Regions from separate parts of the Mus musculus genome. Here regions 1, 2, 4 and 5 are each linked to region 3. A link is a contact called in public Hi-C, HiChIP or PLAC-seq and promoter capture Hi-C data. All regions are on one chromosome and are shown on one strand. The core of a region is the stretch at or near the end of the contact, and the rest is flanking DNA. Distances in the headings are between cores, read along the strand shown. Region 1 holds the start of Mindy2 (MINDY lysine 48 deubiquitinase 2). Region 2 overlaps Adam10 (a disintegrin and metallopeptidase domain 10). Region 3 overlaps Adam10 (a disintegrin and metallopeptidase domain 10). Region 4 overlaps Lipc (lipase, hepatic). Region 5 overlaps Lipc (lipase, hepatic).

Evidence for each region. Promoter capture Hi-C pulls out the DNA fragments that hold promoters and counts their contacts. Hi-C and Micro-C count contacts between places; a contact is called where the count stands out from the background. HiChIP or PLAC-seq counts read pairs in DNA pulled down with a chosen protein or histone mark.
Region 1: a contact with region 3 is called in a promoter capture Hi-C map of pre-B cells, with 4 times the contacts expected there. The contact joins the promoter of Mindy2 here to the enhancer-like site in region 3. A contact is called at or near these places in 8 of 39 promoter capture datasets (3T3-L1-derived adipocytes, the C10 cell line, the SN4741 cell line and 4 more), 2 of 484 Hi-C or Micro-C datasets (the C10 cell line and bone marrow-derived macrophages), 3 of 115 datasets of contacts at active chromatin or transcription factors (effector CD8 T cells, fetal liver and memory CD8 T cells) and 4 of 9 other capture datasets (adipose tissue, liver, macrophages and 1 more).
Region 2: a contact with region 3 is called in a Hi-C map of bone marrow-derived macrophages, with 2.1 times the contacts expected there. The contact joins two enhancer-like sites. A contact is called at or near these places in 1 of 15 datasets of contacts at CTCF or cohesin (pro-B cells), 17 of 484 Hi-C or Micro-C datasets (B cells, the C10 cell line, CD4 T cells and 11 more), 7 of 115 datasets of contacts at active chromatin or transcription factors (the 230-238 cell line, the HPC-7 cell line, bone marrow-derived dendritic cells and 3 more) and 4 of 9 other capture datasets (adipose tissue, embryonic stem cells, liver and 1 more).
Region 4: a contact with region 3 is called in an H3K4me3 HiChIP or PLAC-seq map of bone marrow-derived macrophages, with 3 times the contacts expected there. The contact joins two enhancer-like sites. A contact is called at or near these places in 2 of 39 promoter capture datasets (the C10 cell line and pre-B cells), 10 of 484 Hi-C or Micro-C datasets (the G1E-ER4 cell line, bone marrow-derived macrophages, centroblasts and 7 more), 8 of 115 datasets of contacts at active chromatin or transcription factors (the HPC-7 cell line, bone marrow-derived dendritic cells, bone marrow-derived macrophages and 4 more) and 2 of 9 other capture datasets (macrophages and pancreatic islet).
Region 5: an H3K27ac HiChIP or PLAC-seq map of microglia shows a contact between it and region 3, with 3 times the contacts expected there. The contact joins two enhancer-like sites. A contact is called at or near these places in 5 of 115 datasets of contacts at active chromatin or transcription factors (the 230-238 cell line, cardiomyocytes, extraembryonic endoderm stem cells and 2 more) and 3 of 9 other capture datasets (adipose tissue, liver and pancreatic islet).

Annotation. Positions count from the first base shown.
Region 1 is chr9:70,655,662-70,658,462 of GRCm38.p6, forward strand. It overlaps Mindy2 (MINDY lysine 48 deubiquitinase 2), which reads right to left and starts at 1,513. Exons shown (of 9, transcript NM_172772.2): 1 at 612-1,513. The coding sequence starts at 1,385. Gm31872 (a long non-coding RNA gene) reads left to right here and starts at 2,010. Exons shown (of 3, transcript XR_379591.4): 1 at 2,010-2,551.
Region 2 is chr9:70,690,913-70,693,612 of GRCm38.p6, forward strand. All of the region lies in intron 1 of Adam10 (a disintegrin and metallopeptidase domain 10), which reads left to right. Among named protein-coding and RNA genes, the nearest start is that of Adam10, 13 kb to the left of the region's middle. Within about 2 kb of position 1,274, at least 18 of the 459 cell types and tissues checked have an H3K27ac peak or open chromatin away from gene starts, as enhancers often do. A contact at or near this core is called in Th1 cells, bone marrow-derived macrophages and pro-B cells, where this site is marked.
Region 3 is chr9:70,759,900-70,762,599 of GRCm38.p6, forward strand. Adam10 (a disintegrin and metallopeptidase domain 10) reads left to right here. Exons shown (of 16, transcript NM_007399.4): 10 at 1,684-1,867. Among named protein-coding and RNA genes, the nearest start is that of Adam10, 82 kb to the left of the region's middle. Within about 2 kb of position 1,287, at least 106 of the 459 cell types and tissues checked have an H3K27ac peak or open chromatin away from gene starts, as enhancers often do. A contact at or near this core is called in the HPC-7 cell line, Th1 cells, adipose tissue and 10 more, where this site is marked.
Region 4 is chr9:70,841,267-70,843,966 of GRCm38.p6, forward strand. The region is part of intron 1 of Lipc (lipase, hepatic); the gene reads right to left. Among named protein-coding and RNA genes, the nearest start is that of Gm32017, 72 kb to the right of the region's middle. Within about 2 kb of position 1,300, at least 151 of the 459 cell types and tissues checked have an H3K27ac peak or open chromatin away from gene starts, as enhancers often do. A contact at or near this core is called in the HPC-7 cell line, bone marrow-derived dendritic cells, bone marrow-derived macrophages and 4 more, where this site is marked.
Region 5 is chr9:70,877,745-70,880,444 of GRCm38.p6, forward strand. All of the region lies in intron 1 of Lipc (lipase, hepatic), which reads right to left. Among named protein-coding and RNA genes, the nearest start is that of Gm32017, 35 kb to the right of the region's middle. Within about 2 kb of position 1,332, at least 19 of the 459 cell types and tissues checked have an H3K27ac peak or open chromatin away from gene starts, as enhancers often do. A contact at or near this core is called in microglia, where this site is marked.

The sequences.
Region 1 (2,801 bases), core at 263-2,762, 100 kb before region 3:
ACCACAGTGGGACAAACAGCCTTTTCCAGAAAACACGCAGATAAAATCATTAAAACTTACTCCATAATATAAGATTGATAGTAACTGAAGATCAATCACTGTTTCCAATTTTCACTGTTTTGCATATGTAATAATGTCAGTAAGGAATAATATAGGCAAATATAGCTAAAAATACTCAGAAGATGTAAGTGCAGGGTGCTCTGGATTCTGCTTGTTTATAGGTAAACCATCAGTTACAACCTTTAACCGAATGTTGAATTTTTAATACAAAAAAGACCTTAAGTTGGGGGCAATTCTTCCTGACATGTTGCCACATGAATAATCTTTCAATAAAGAAATCCTGGAATTAATTTCATGTAATAAGAGACTGTTAGATATAGGGGTGCATGTCTGTAAACCTAGCACTCTAGAGGCTGTAGCATTAAGATCTTAAACTGTTCGAGGACAGTTTAAGCTACACAGACAAACCTTGTCTCAAAAAAAAAAAAAAAAAAAAAGGAGGAGTCTGATGAATGGAAGGAAGCCATCAGCTGACAAACAGCAGTTTCCTCACCCCATTTTGCCCCTCCCCACCCCACAAGCTGTAGGAAGTAGAAAGCTGCAGAGTGTACCTTCCAGGCGAGAAGCAAAACATTGAGGATGGCCAGCAAAGGGCAGGGTCCATTCTCATTCTGGGTGATGATGGGCGTGTTCTCCTCTTTCCACTGGATCCATTTGATGTGATACACCGACTGTCCGGGAAAGCGTTCTTTGGAGGCCGCTAGCACCTGAGCCGGGTCCTCCTCCTCCTCTTTGCATAGAGGTGCAGCCCTGGGCGGCCCCGCCGCGCCCTCCTCCACGTCCTCGGGGACCCTGGTCTCTGCTCCCTCCTCACTATTGAACTCAGAGCTACTGGGGAAAGAATGCAGGTTGGAGAAAGACTCCAGGGAGTCCAAGCTGGGCGAGTCCCCAGGGGGGCTCGGCTCGCTGCAGCTGCTGCTCGGGGCGCCGGTGCTGCTGGGCTCTTCCGCCGCCTGCTCCACCCTGCAGGTGCCCGTGTCGCCCACTGGCCCCGACCCTCGGCCCGCCGCGGCCTCGGCCAGCTCCGGGGAGGCGGTCACCTTGTGCTGCCCTCTTGAAGGCACCTCCGAGGCGGCAGGGCTCGACGACGCGCCGTCCTTCAAGTCCGAGCCCGCGCCGCATCCGAGCTGCGAGGGGGACGTCGGGTCCCCGAGGCTGCTCCGCGCTGCCGCCGCCGCCGCCCCCTGCCCGCCGCTGTCCACCGCGCGTCCAGCGGGACCATCCTCAGCCTCGCGCCCGCCGCGCCGTCGCCCTTCCGGCGGCGACACTCGCCCGGCCGCCACCCCTAGTTCCAGAGGCTGTGGGCTGTCAGGGCTGTTCTCCATCCCCGGCCGCCCGCCCCTGGTCCTATAGACACCGCGGCCGGCTCTCCTCAGCAAGCGCCTCCGACGCCATGACAGCCGCTCTGTAGCAGCTCCAGCGCCCTAGCGCGGCCTCGGCCAGGCACGTCACCGTAGAGGGCGGCGGGAGCGCGCGCGCGTGCCCCCGCCCGCCCGCTCGGAGCGTGCCTCCGCGTGACTGCGCTCGTTGAAGCGCCCGGACCCACTCGGGGAGCGCTTCTCCCCCGAGGCCACGCCCCTCCCGCGCGTTCAGGCTAGGGAAGGCAGAGCGAGGCCAGGGGCGTGGCTGAGGGCGTGGTCAGGGGCGCGGCTCGGAGAGCCGCAGCGCCACTAGGAAAATAATCTTGTGTGTGCTGCCGGAAGTTGAACTCCGGGGCATCCCCGCTGCGCGCGGTTACTTTAAAGGCAGTGGCTGAGGCTTGTAGGGAGTGTGGTCTACTTTGGGCTTGAGCCTGGTGGACCCCGAAAGTGGTAGTAGCATTGGAAGACAGCCATTCCCTGAAGGCCTCGGGAGAGCTGGCTTTTTCTTTTCTTTTTTTTTTTTTTTAGCTTTTAATGTTGAGAATTGGAAGCATTTCTTAGGAAATGCAAATTTGAAAGGCGAGTTCTGTTGGAGGCTTTTGGAAGACTGCGCAGTACAGGGACAACTCTCCCTGGGTTTTGGCTGAGAATCGCTGCGCTCCCAACCAGCTACTGGTTTGCCTTGCCGGAGGTTCAATGAGGTTGTGGATATTGGCCTACGCCCCAGGCGAGAGGGTAAATTTGGTCCAATAATAATAAATCAGTTTGCGTTTGAAGCAAGCCAAGTCTTTGCGGTTCTGTTCACTTGGCTTCTCTTTGCACAGAGTGGGAAGCTTCTGCTTCCCGAAAAAATGACTTTTAAAATTAGAATTGACTTCTCATCAGGGCTTGACATCTGCATAGAGGATGGACAGAGTTGCCTGCAACTTTTTTTTTCTATTTATTTACTTACTTATTTATTGGCAAGAGTGGATATAGATCATCTAACCTGCTCTGGAAAAGTGGGGTGTTTTTTTTTTTTTTTTTTTGGTTTTTTTGTTTTTTGGTTTTTTGTTTTTTTTGTTTTTTTTTTTTTTCCTGGACCCTTCCCTCTTCAAAGTTGTCTGAGAATATAAAAATGAACAAGACAGGTGGGTCTTCCTTTAGTATCAGGTATACAAATATATGGTGCATCATGGATTGTTACACTTCTGTCCTGCTACTGGTTAGAAAAGTAGACAAATTAATGCATTATTTTGCTCATTCATGTGTTAGCACCAAGCATGTTACTGAATACTGTGTTTCACACTAAAAATATCACTATTATCTTCTCAGAAATGATGATCTCTTTCTCGGCACTCTCTTCGACTTCTCCCTCTTTCTTCCCACCTCCAACTCTCT
Region 2 (2,700 bases), core at 24-2,523, 69 kb before region 3:
CTTAGAAGGCTATTTTTGTTATATGAGAGAGCACTTTTATAAGTGCTGTGTAATATTTCAAGATCAGAGTGAATATATAGCAGCATAAAGAACATTGGTCATGGATATTTCTTGAGGCAAAGATAATGATTTTGAAATTACATTGTTGAACTTAATTGTCAACTTGACTGAATTTGGAATTACTTAGGAGATACAACTCTGGGGATGTCTGTAGGGTGTTTCCAGAGAGGTTTAGCTGAGGAAGGAAGACCTGAATGTGGGTGCTGCCATTCTATGGATTGGGGTCCTGGACTGATTGAAAAGGGGGAAAAAACCCCAGAAAGGATACTGACCATCAGGACCCCATCTCTGCTTGCAGACTATGGATGAATTGTGACTAGTTGCCTGACCTTCCTGCACACATCTTCCTGTCAGTGGTGGACTACACTGCCAGGCCACAGCAGTGAAAGTATTAGAAATATCTTGATTGCAGCTAATTTTCTTGAGGCATTAGAAATGTACCAGCTTTAGTTTGTCCTTTATCTACCCTTTCATATGTTGTAATTGAGTTTTCTATAACTAGGAAGATTTATTATGTTAATATTTTTGTTAATTTTTTTCCCATTCTTAAGATTGTGTTATCAACTTTTTTGTTTGGATATAGATAGAGAAAAAAATTTGTTAATATAAAGTGATACTATTAACCTACCATCTGTAGGCTGAGTAGCTAGGATTTCAGGTGTGCACAATCATGCATAGTTTATTTAGTTACTTATTTTCATGATGTTTTGCAGTACTTTGATTGAACCTAAGCCTTCTCACACATGCTAGGAAAGTACTCTGTCCTGTGGGGTTAAGTGGTTGAACTCAGTTTTCAGGCTTGGTGGGAAGTGCCATCTTACCATCCCTATTGTGTGTGTGTGTGTATATGTTAACTGTGTGTGTTAAATTGTGTTCACAATTTCCTCTGGACCTTTAAAGTGTTAGGTACTGAGTGCATTTACTGTGTACTTTATAGAAATTCAGATTTCTGAAATCTGTAACAGGGCAAGGAAGCAAACTGCTGTTGATAGGCTTTTCTGTGTAAATGAAATAAAATAGCAGAAGAGAAAGATAACTTACTTGATAAAGTGCAGAGTGGAGTGATTTAATATAGTTACAATGCTGCAGTAAAATAGCCTTAGGATTATTGCATCATTGTAGCCTCCCCTAATCAAGATGCGAGGCTAGGGAGAGAAATTATAATAGTTCAAGTGGAAAGATATATGACACATGGAAAAACTTGGGCGATCTAGAAACTTTCCTTCACCAGAAGTTGTCATTTTCCACTGACCTCAGATAAGGAAGTTTCACTCTGCACTCCAGGTTAAATGTGTTTCTTTTGCTATTATTAGGAAACATTTCTACATGGGAACACCTTTAATAGTATTGTCTATGTTTGGAGATAAAAGGAGTTTGGGTTGGCAAAGTTTTTCTTTTTATCTCTTTTTCAGTATTGGGTATCAAACTCCAGTCACTGTGGATATTAGGCAAGTTTTCTGCCATTGAGCTATATATATTCCTGGCCTCTGGTTGTCATCTTCTGAGCCCTTCCTGTTAACTTCCCTGCTGTTTGTTGGGCCTTGCATGGTAATGCATAAGTAGTGAAAGGGATGCTCTAGCTCTGTGCTGTTTTGGTTTTGGTTTTGGTTTCTTAGTCATTAGAAGATTGATCAGTAGCTATTTATTGTAACTTTTTAATATTTGTATTCTCAGAACTTAAAGTAAAGATTAGCATATACACTATTAAGTGTGCTCAAATTTCTGAGAGAGTGTGTGTGAGGAGAAGCTCTGAAGATTTATGTTGTTGTTATTTTTTTTTTTTTAATTGACCCCCTTACCATTTTGAGTGGTACTCAGGATCAAACCTAAGAATTCAGGATGCTAGCTAAGCACTTTACCACAGAGGTGTGCCTCAGCCGTACTGTAATCAACTTTAAAATAGAGCAGATTACCGTTCTTGCTAGTGTATTTATTTTGCTCATTAAGTACTTTTACATGGTCTTTTAATTAAAGAGGTAGAGTAAGTTAGACTTTTTTTTTCCTATAAGAACTAAGTTGCTTTTTAAAAACAACTGTGTCTTTTTATCTGAAAGTACATTTTATTTTGTGCATATGGGTGTTTTTACTGGAAAGTATGTTTGTGCACTTGCATGTCTGATGCTCATAGAGGCCAGAAAGTGTCAGAATACTCAGAACTGGTGTTTACAGACACTTATTAGCTGCAGTGCAGGTGCTTGGAACCTAACTTGTATCCTCTGAAAGAGCAGGAGGTGCTCTTAACTGCTGAGCCAAGTCTAATCCCTGAAAGCATTTGGAAGCATGTATTTGTTCATTGAAAAAAGTAGCCTAAATGGATAAATATGTTGTTGTTTTGAGACAACTATAACCAGATTGTTTCAACCTCATCTTCCTCCCTCAGCTTTCTTTATGCTGGTTTATAGATATCTCTCACAATGTTTAGCAGTTATTTTTTAAACAATAACTTACTATATTCTTAGGTAGTGCATGCTGTATACCATTCTCAACACTCAACACACATACATTTAGTCCAAACAATGTCACTTTTAGGTATAAGTACTGGTAAATCTATTTTTTTTTCAAATGGGAAAACTAAGGCATAATGAAGTAGGTAGTTCAGACAGTTGTGAATGCTGCATGATTATTTTGCATGAAAATTTC
Region 3 (2,700 bases), core at 37-2,536:
ACATAGCTACTGTTTCTTTGATCACATTAACAGCCATTCAGTATTGGAACTTTTCTTTCTGTTTCTCAATTTGAATGATGAGATTGTTGCTAGTACCATACTTAATAAAAAACCAAATTGTAAGGAGCAGAAGCATAAAGCAAGGTAATATACAGAGCAAGTAGTTTCCAGAGGCTGAATCTAGGCTCAGGAGAAAAGCAGGGCAGTATCAGGAAGAGTAGGATGTGAGACATCTGATGAGGAAATGTAAAATCAGAGTGACTTGGTATTATTGTTTGTTCGTAAAGAGTTAGGTTTTTGGGTATTCAAACTAAGGTCAAGTTAAATACAACTGCTATTCTAATGTCCAACATTTTTTCCCTTTAGAATAATGAATACCTTAATTACTTGAGGACATTTTGAGGTTTCTTTCGGGTGTGTGTTGTGTGTGTATTGAGGGTATTTTGTGTGTGGTACATGCACCTGAGTATTCACCTTTGTATGTACACACACAGATGTCAGAGAAGGATGTTGAATGTCTTCTTCTTACTTACTCTTGGGACAATTAGCCTTGAGTGATGCTCTCTGAACCAGAAGCTTTGGGCTCGACGAGTCATCTAATGAGCTCTTGGTATCTGTCTCTGAATTCTAGTGATGAGGTTGTTGCAAAAAAAGCACAGTCATGTCTGGCTTTAAATTTTTTTCTTAAAATTGTTATTACATTTTGTGTGTGTATGTGTGTGTGTGTTCATGTTCATTTGTATGCCACAGCCTGTGAGTGGAGGTCAGAGGACAACTACTTGCATTTGGGTCCTGGGATCAAATTGAAGTTGTCAAGCTTGGTGACATCTTGTACCACTGAGCCATCTTTCTGCTCCTGGGCCTGGATTTATGTGGGTCCTGGAGTTTTGAACAGAGGTCCACTTGCATATACATCAAGTGTTCTTCCCCATGAAGCCATCTAACAAACCCTGGCGTTGTTGTTTTAGTGCATATGTGCGAGGAAAGCAGGTGCTTCCTTAGCCCAGCTTTGAAAGTGTTTTTCCTTTATGAAGATTCAGGGAGCTCTTGCTTTGGTCTTTCTTATGCCTCTGGTACCTGGATAAATTACCAGAATCCAAACCACGTCTGTGCAGGTGCTCATATACAGAACTCTGTCTCCTGTAAAGCAATGTTTTGATCCCATGCCTTGGGTTTTCTTAGTCTTATTTTAAAGTAAAACTTGTGTTTGACTCCAATCAGCATTTTGCGTGGCTGTCTTTTGCGCCAACTCACAAGGAAGTGTCACTGCCTTGAGTTCTTACTCTGCCTTCCTCAGCACTGGTCTTGGGTTTCATTTTCACTTCTGCCTTCCTGAACCAGTTTGAACATGTACTTACCATGCATTTTAATGAATGTGAATCCATATTATTACGGCCACCCATAAAAGCTTCTTCTTAGTAATCTCTATGACGATGTATGTTCAGTTCTAGTCCCTAATTACAAAGCTCTAAGTTTATGTTTAGACTTTCAGTTTTCCTCTGTGCTGCAACAGTGGCCCCATAGAGCAAGTGTTTATCCTAACTCTGATCCTAGACAGTTGTTAGATTCTTCTTCAAGGAAAGTATGTGACTTCTACTGTTCTTCTGATGAGAAAGTTCCACATAAGCAGGTGACTGGGCAATTTTACTTCCTACTAATGTAACACCATATTCTGTTTGGCAGCATGATTCTGGAACAGAGTGTACTCCAGGAGAGTCTAAGAACTTAGGACAAAAAGAAAATGGCAATTACATCATGTATGCAAGAGCAACATCTGGGGACAAACTTAACAACAACAAATTTTCACTCTGCAGCATTAGAAACATAAGCCAAGTGCTTGAGAAGAAGAGGAACAACTGTTTTGTTGGTATGTATATTTTCCAACATTTTAATTAACTTTTTCTTCTACATTTGTGCATGTGCACACAAGCCACAGCAGGTATGTGGAGGTCAGAGGACAATTTGATGGAGTCAGTTCTCCCCCTTCACCATGTGGTTCTGACAACTGAACGCAGCTTGTCAAGCTTGGTGGTAAGCACCTTTCCCCTGAGTCATCTTCCCAGCCCAAAATATTTATAGTCAAAAAATATGTAAGAGGCCACTCAGTTCCCGCCTGTGTTTTCCAGTTAACACTTTGCAAAAAGTATTTGCTTTATCAAATACTTAGGAATTCATTTGCCCCTTTGAAAGTAAGTATCAGATAGCAGAGTGTTTTACTTCTAAACGCTTTTAGCTTATATCTCATTAGCTAGAGTTCAATCTTGTTTGAGGTTCTTTTCTCTTCCCTCCTCCTTCTCTCCCTTCCTTCCTTTCTTTAATAGGTGAACTGCACAGTTTTATATATATATAATTTCATTCATAATACATACATGCCTTGCTGCATGTGTGACATTTGCACTTACTGTACAATGAGCAATTCCCCAAGCCTCTTATCCTCCCTTTCTGCACTGTCTCCTCTTGTTAGTTCCCTTGTTTCCTAGATAATTTTGCTTCTGCTTTCATGTCATATATCTGTGCATGGTTTTATGGATCTGTATAAACCCTATAAACAAGAAGACATCATGATACTTGTCTTTGTGACATTGGCTTGATTCATTTAAGGTGATTATCTCCAGTTGCATCTCTTTTCCTGCAGACAACAAATAATTTCATTCCTCATGTCTAAAACCAACTCCATCATGTATCTACTGCATGGGTGTG
Region 4 (2,700 bases), core at 50-2,549, 81 kb after region 3:
CTGGTCATCTAGCCTCTTAGAAAAATTCTGACTTAGCCAGAATCACCTGCAGGGCTGGAATCCACACCCACTTGGTTCCAGAGTCAACATTCATTTTTAAGGGGATAGAGCTTATTTATAGAAACATACAGGAAGGTATGACCATCCTAAATGTATAGCTCTGTGGATTTCTACCCATTCACAAGCCTCCTTCAGGATCGCGACAGAGGTCTCCATACCCAGAGGATGCCCTCAGTCGTCTCTAGCAATACCAGCACCCAAAACCACCACTTCCTCCTATCAATGGGAATGTGTTTCTTCTGTTCTTCAACTTTGTGTCAATAGAGTCACACAGTAGGTCTTTTGTGTCTGGCTGTTTTACCCAACACCTTGTGATGCTCATGTAAGATGTTGTATGTATACAGCCTGAACCTTGCCGCATTGGTGAGTCCTAGGCTGCCTTCCGGCACCAACACCTTCAGAGTGGCTAGGGTGGGGCGGTGGGTGCAGCAGTCATAGATGGAGCAGGCTGAGAGATGGGCTGAAAAGAGAGGGCTTTTTAGATCATGGCCTGGGCTTTACATTTCTTCCTTTCCTGCTGCTGAGTTCCCTGGGCCCAGACTGGTGGCAAAAAGACAAGTTCCTTTTCTGACTTTGTTCCTTTGTACAACAGAGCCAACCTCTTCACTGTGCTCTCTCAGATTCCTGGACAGCATTCTCTGGAATCAACCTTCCTATGCCTGGCAGTGAGGTTCCTTTAACGACTCACTTCCTGTCTGCTCTGCCCCATCATTAACCTCCAAATGAACTAGAATCATCTCCAGAACAGGAGCTCACACTCAAACCAGTTTCACCCAGATGGGGGCGTTTGTTTCTTCCTTACTATCCTGGTTGCTTTCATAGCATTATCTGAGGACTTAAAAATTAATATTATTATTTTGGAGACAGGGTTTTGAGTTTCTCAGTCTGGCTTCAAACTTGCTATATAGCAGAAGGTAACCATCAACTTCTAATCCTCCTGCATCTATCTACCTTAGAGTGTTGGATTACAGGTTTGCAAGAACACGCCCTATTTATACAGCGCTGGAGCTAGAGCCCAGTGCTTTGTTCATGCTAGGCAAGCACTCTACCCACTGAGCCACATGCCAGCTATTTCTGGAAGTACTTTTCAGTTGTTAAACACTTAGGGGTGGGGGCATGTGGAGTGCTATTTGCTTCTAGTGGGCAGAGGTCTGAGGTCATGCTAAGAACAGGCCTCCCCTTCCACTAAAGAGTGATGCAGCCTCGCATCTCAGTAACATTGTTGTTGGGAAACCCTGAGCATGAGTCATCATCAGGAAGTTGGTGTCTGTTTCTTTTCCTGATGCCAAAAGAGAAGAGGCAGGCATAATGAAGGTACTTTCATCCTGGAGTTAGAAGACCTGGGCTCAGGACTCACTTGCCACTAGCTAGTCATCTGACCTCATTTGAGTTATCCAGTCTCTGCAGGTCTGTTTCCTCCTCCTCCTCCTCCTCCTCCTCCTCCTCCTCCTCCTCCTCCTCCTCCTCCTCTTCTGTTGCTGGGCGCTGAGGTGCTTGTCACTAAGCCTGCAGGCTTCCTGTCCGGATCTCTTAGGGCTGCCTTCTATATCCTTATTTCATGAGATTTGACAGAAAACAGTGCCTGGGTGGACTGTGTGTAACGGCAGTGGAAGGATCCTTCCAGTCGCATTTCCACTTCCCTATGCGCTACTTCCAGGGTTATATCCTCACTCTTCCATCTGTGTGGGAAGGGAGCTCACCCACAAAGGGTGTTTCCTGAACTGTAGGCAGAGCTTCAAATACCCACAATTCCCATAGGCAGCAGTTTTTGACACTGGAACTTTTAGCCTTAAATTTAAATTCTTGTGAGACCTGTAAAAGGGTTTGCTGTGTGTGTGTGTGTGTGTGTGTGTGTGTGCCTAGTTACTTAAGAGGTTCAGGGCTTTATACCCTTCAAGGTGAGGCTATGGGAGGTTTTGATAAGACTAGACTAACAGAACATTGGTGAGCTTAGCATGCAGCGCTATGCAGTGTAGAGGACAGATCTCTGTAAGAACCAAGAGCCCTGCTGTGCCCAACAGGCAGAAAAGAAAGGGAAGAGAATTGGAGAGATGGCTCAGTGATTAAGAGCACTGGCTGCTTTTGCAGAAGACTGGGGTTTGGTTTCCAGTACCCACTTGGAAACTCACTACCTTAAACTGCAGTTTAAGGTGTCCAGTGCCCTCTTCTGGCTTCCATGGGCCCTGCATGCATGGGGTGAACATATATACGAAGGCAAACACTCATAAACATAACAGAATAATTGGGGAAGTTTGCTTAGTAAGTAATAAGAATGAGATGAGGCAGAAAGGCGATGGCTCAGTGGGCAAAGTGCTCGAGTGCCACACAAGCATTAGGACCTGAATTGGAGTCCCCAGGACCTAAGCACCATGGAACACATCTGTAACCCAGCACTGGGAGAGCAGAGAGACTCCTGAAGCTTGCTGGGTAGCCAGTCCAGCAGCATCAGTGAGCTCCTGGTTCAGTGAGCTCCAGGTTCAGTGAGAGGCCTTGTTTCAAAAGTTAAAGTGGAGAGCAGAGGAGGGAGACGCCTGAGATTTACCTCTGGCCTCCACACACGTGCGAACATACATGTGTGGGCACACCTGCACACACATGTGTGCACACCATACAGTTGTTGAAGGGAGAATTAGTGATGGA
Region 5 (2,700 bases), core at 82-2,581, 120 kb after region 3:
TTTTTTTTAATCACACCAACAGAGAGGAGAGCAAGACATGTAACTGAGGTGCACACATTTATGTAATTCCGCACCAGCCCCAGTGTGATTCCTGACCTCTAAGAACCATTCTATTTCTGCGTAGGAAAGATCATTAGAGATTGACTGGCCTAAGTTCCTCACCTTATATCTTCAAGGAAACTGAGGCCAGAGTTGAGCAGAGACCAGCCCTAGGCCACGTAGCTGCTGGTAGCAGGAATTCATGGTAGACACGGGATTGCTACTAACCCCATTTGTACCTCAGCTGAATGCCCTTAAAATAGTTGTGATAAGCTTAATGTGTTAGAGGTACTAAAGGAGGGGTGGGGGGAAGATCCAGCAAAACCTGCTAATTGCCTATTTATTTCAGTCCCAGCTCTTGAGAAAGCTGCTTCTGACGGATGGCATGAGCTCTCCAAATGTTATAATTAGACAGCTTGTTTGGGCCAGAACCTTCCAGAGCAAGACCATCAGATAGAAAATAATACGTCTGATAAGCAAGAACCAAAGAGACAGTCAGCTTTCAACAACGAGCCTTCTGGAAGCTACTTAATAAGGGACCGTCTTTAGCTCCAGAAAGCTGGTGGAATGCCCAGATGGGCTACACAGCTTCCAGTGCCAAAGTAACACCATTGCCAGCACTAAAATACCAGATTGCTCTACTGAGCACTTACTGTGTACCAGCACGCCACCCAGGCACACCATTTCTTCATTTAACCCTCACATTGTGTCTTCAGGGACAGAGATTATCCTGGATCACATATGAGGACCAAACATTTGCAAGATTAGCTTGTTAGTTTCCAAGCTGCATATCTAGGACTTGAACTCAGTGTCTAGGACCATGTGTGCCATTCACGAAGATTGAAACTTGAGTTCTGCCATCAGAGTTACTTTGAACATCCAACGCACATCAAGCTAGTGTCTGTTTCAGTTGAGCACCAGCTAAAGCTTTCTCTCTAGCTTCAAGGATTGTGTTGTATAGAAAGTAAGTGTCTTCCTACACCAGACACACTCAGCTCACCCCCTCCTCCTGTCACTTGAATAGTAATCTATCTCACATCTGGACTTGCTTGTCAATCACCTATACTTGAATTCTCTGAAGCAAAATGTATCTGTGGAGGGATCATTACATCCTCCTCCAAGCTACTGTGGGCAGATCAAACCAACAAGAAAGCAAACAGCTGCTGCCATGAGCCATGGTTCTTCTGGTCTCAGGTCATGAGCATTGCATGTGGGCTTCTTGGCATGGTGCCCTCTATCTGCCTGGCTTCCTCTTCCTGGCCCAGAGGCCATCTCCTACCACTCAGTTGGAGTCTATGCTCATATTACACAACCACAGCACACCTGGCCTGGGCCAGACAAAGTACCCAGGCACAGGGCCTCAACTGGAGGAGTCACATCTATATTAACAAAAGGAGAGAAATGTACAGGGAAGCTGGGACCCTTGCTGAACTTTCAGCAGGTGGAAACAACTCATGGGCCTAACTAGGGTGAATAACCATTCTGCTGTGTCTGGGGCTGCCCTGATTTGGCAGCCAAAGTCCCACAAAGCAGAGGATATTTCAGTTGCAAGCAAAGCAGGAGAGTCATCTACACCCAGCCTGAGAATGGGGGGATGCTCTTGTCAGACAAGTCCTGAGATGGGGGATCTTTCTAAAAAAGTCTAAGGGAGATGGAGGAAGATCTGGGCAGAATCTTGGGTACAAACAGCAGGGAGGGGAATGGAGAAAGAAGAGGGTTTGTGTGAGGTTGCTGTAGGAGAAGAAGTAAAATGGACTCAATAAGGAACCCGAGTCAGGTAGTTTGTGCTATGGATTTTCTAGCTTCTCGGAAGAAACTGCAACCCTGCATGTCAGATGTTGGGAGATGTTTCATTAGATAAATCCCAGAGATGAACTAAGGTGTATTAGGTATCTGCAGATGGGCTGATGTCCTACCTGTCCACATCTGGACCCTGGCTGATGTCTGTGCACACAAAATGCATGCTCCTAACACATGTGGTAGGTGACGTCAATGTCTCAAGAAGAGATCTCAGGGACACACTCATTTTTACTCGGATGCCCCTGAGAAGAAGCAATGAAACATCTGGGGCCCTCCCACTCACTTCTGGATGACTGGGTTATCTCAGGAACTTCTCAGATCTGTAAGATGAGGGAGGACATGCATTTTTTTTCCTTTTTTTCAGAAATGTTGTGAGGTCCCAATAAGAAAATTGACAAAAGAAGTTCTTGGCTTGCTACCGGCTCATGCATGTGTCTGCATAAAGAGACTGCTGGCCAGAGATTATTGCTTGAAGGAGGCCTTTTTGTGAAGAGGAATAAGGGCTGTTAGAAGTATCATGGTGGATGAGGGCATGGGATCCTGTAGGAATGTCTGAGGTAGGGCAGAGATGACTACTATATGTGCCTATGGGATAGACCCTTTCTTCTCATTCTACCTTACTAACCATCCCCCTCTCTTTACCCCTGAGTACCTAGACTTTTCAGGGCCATCCCTGATGTCTCCCTCTCTTCTCTCAGCATGGTTGGTCACCATCACACGCTGGTGCTTTGTGCCAGCTTTCTCTTGAGTTCACATTTATCCACCATGGCTCTACCCATGGGTGCTACAACTCCTCTCTGGATTCTGCTCCCCACTGGTCTGCTCAATCGAATCCATACCACTAACCCGGAAGACTGAAAG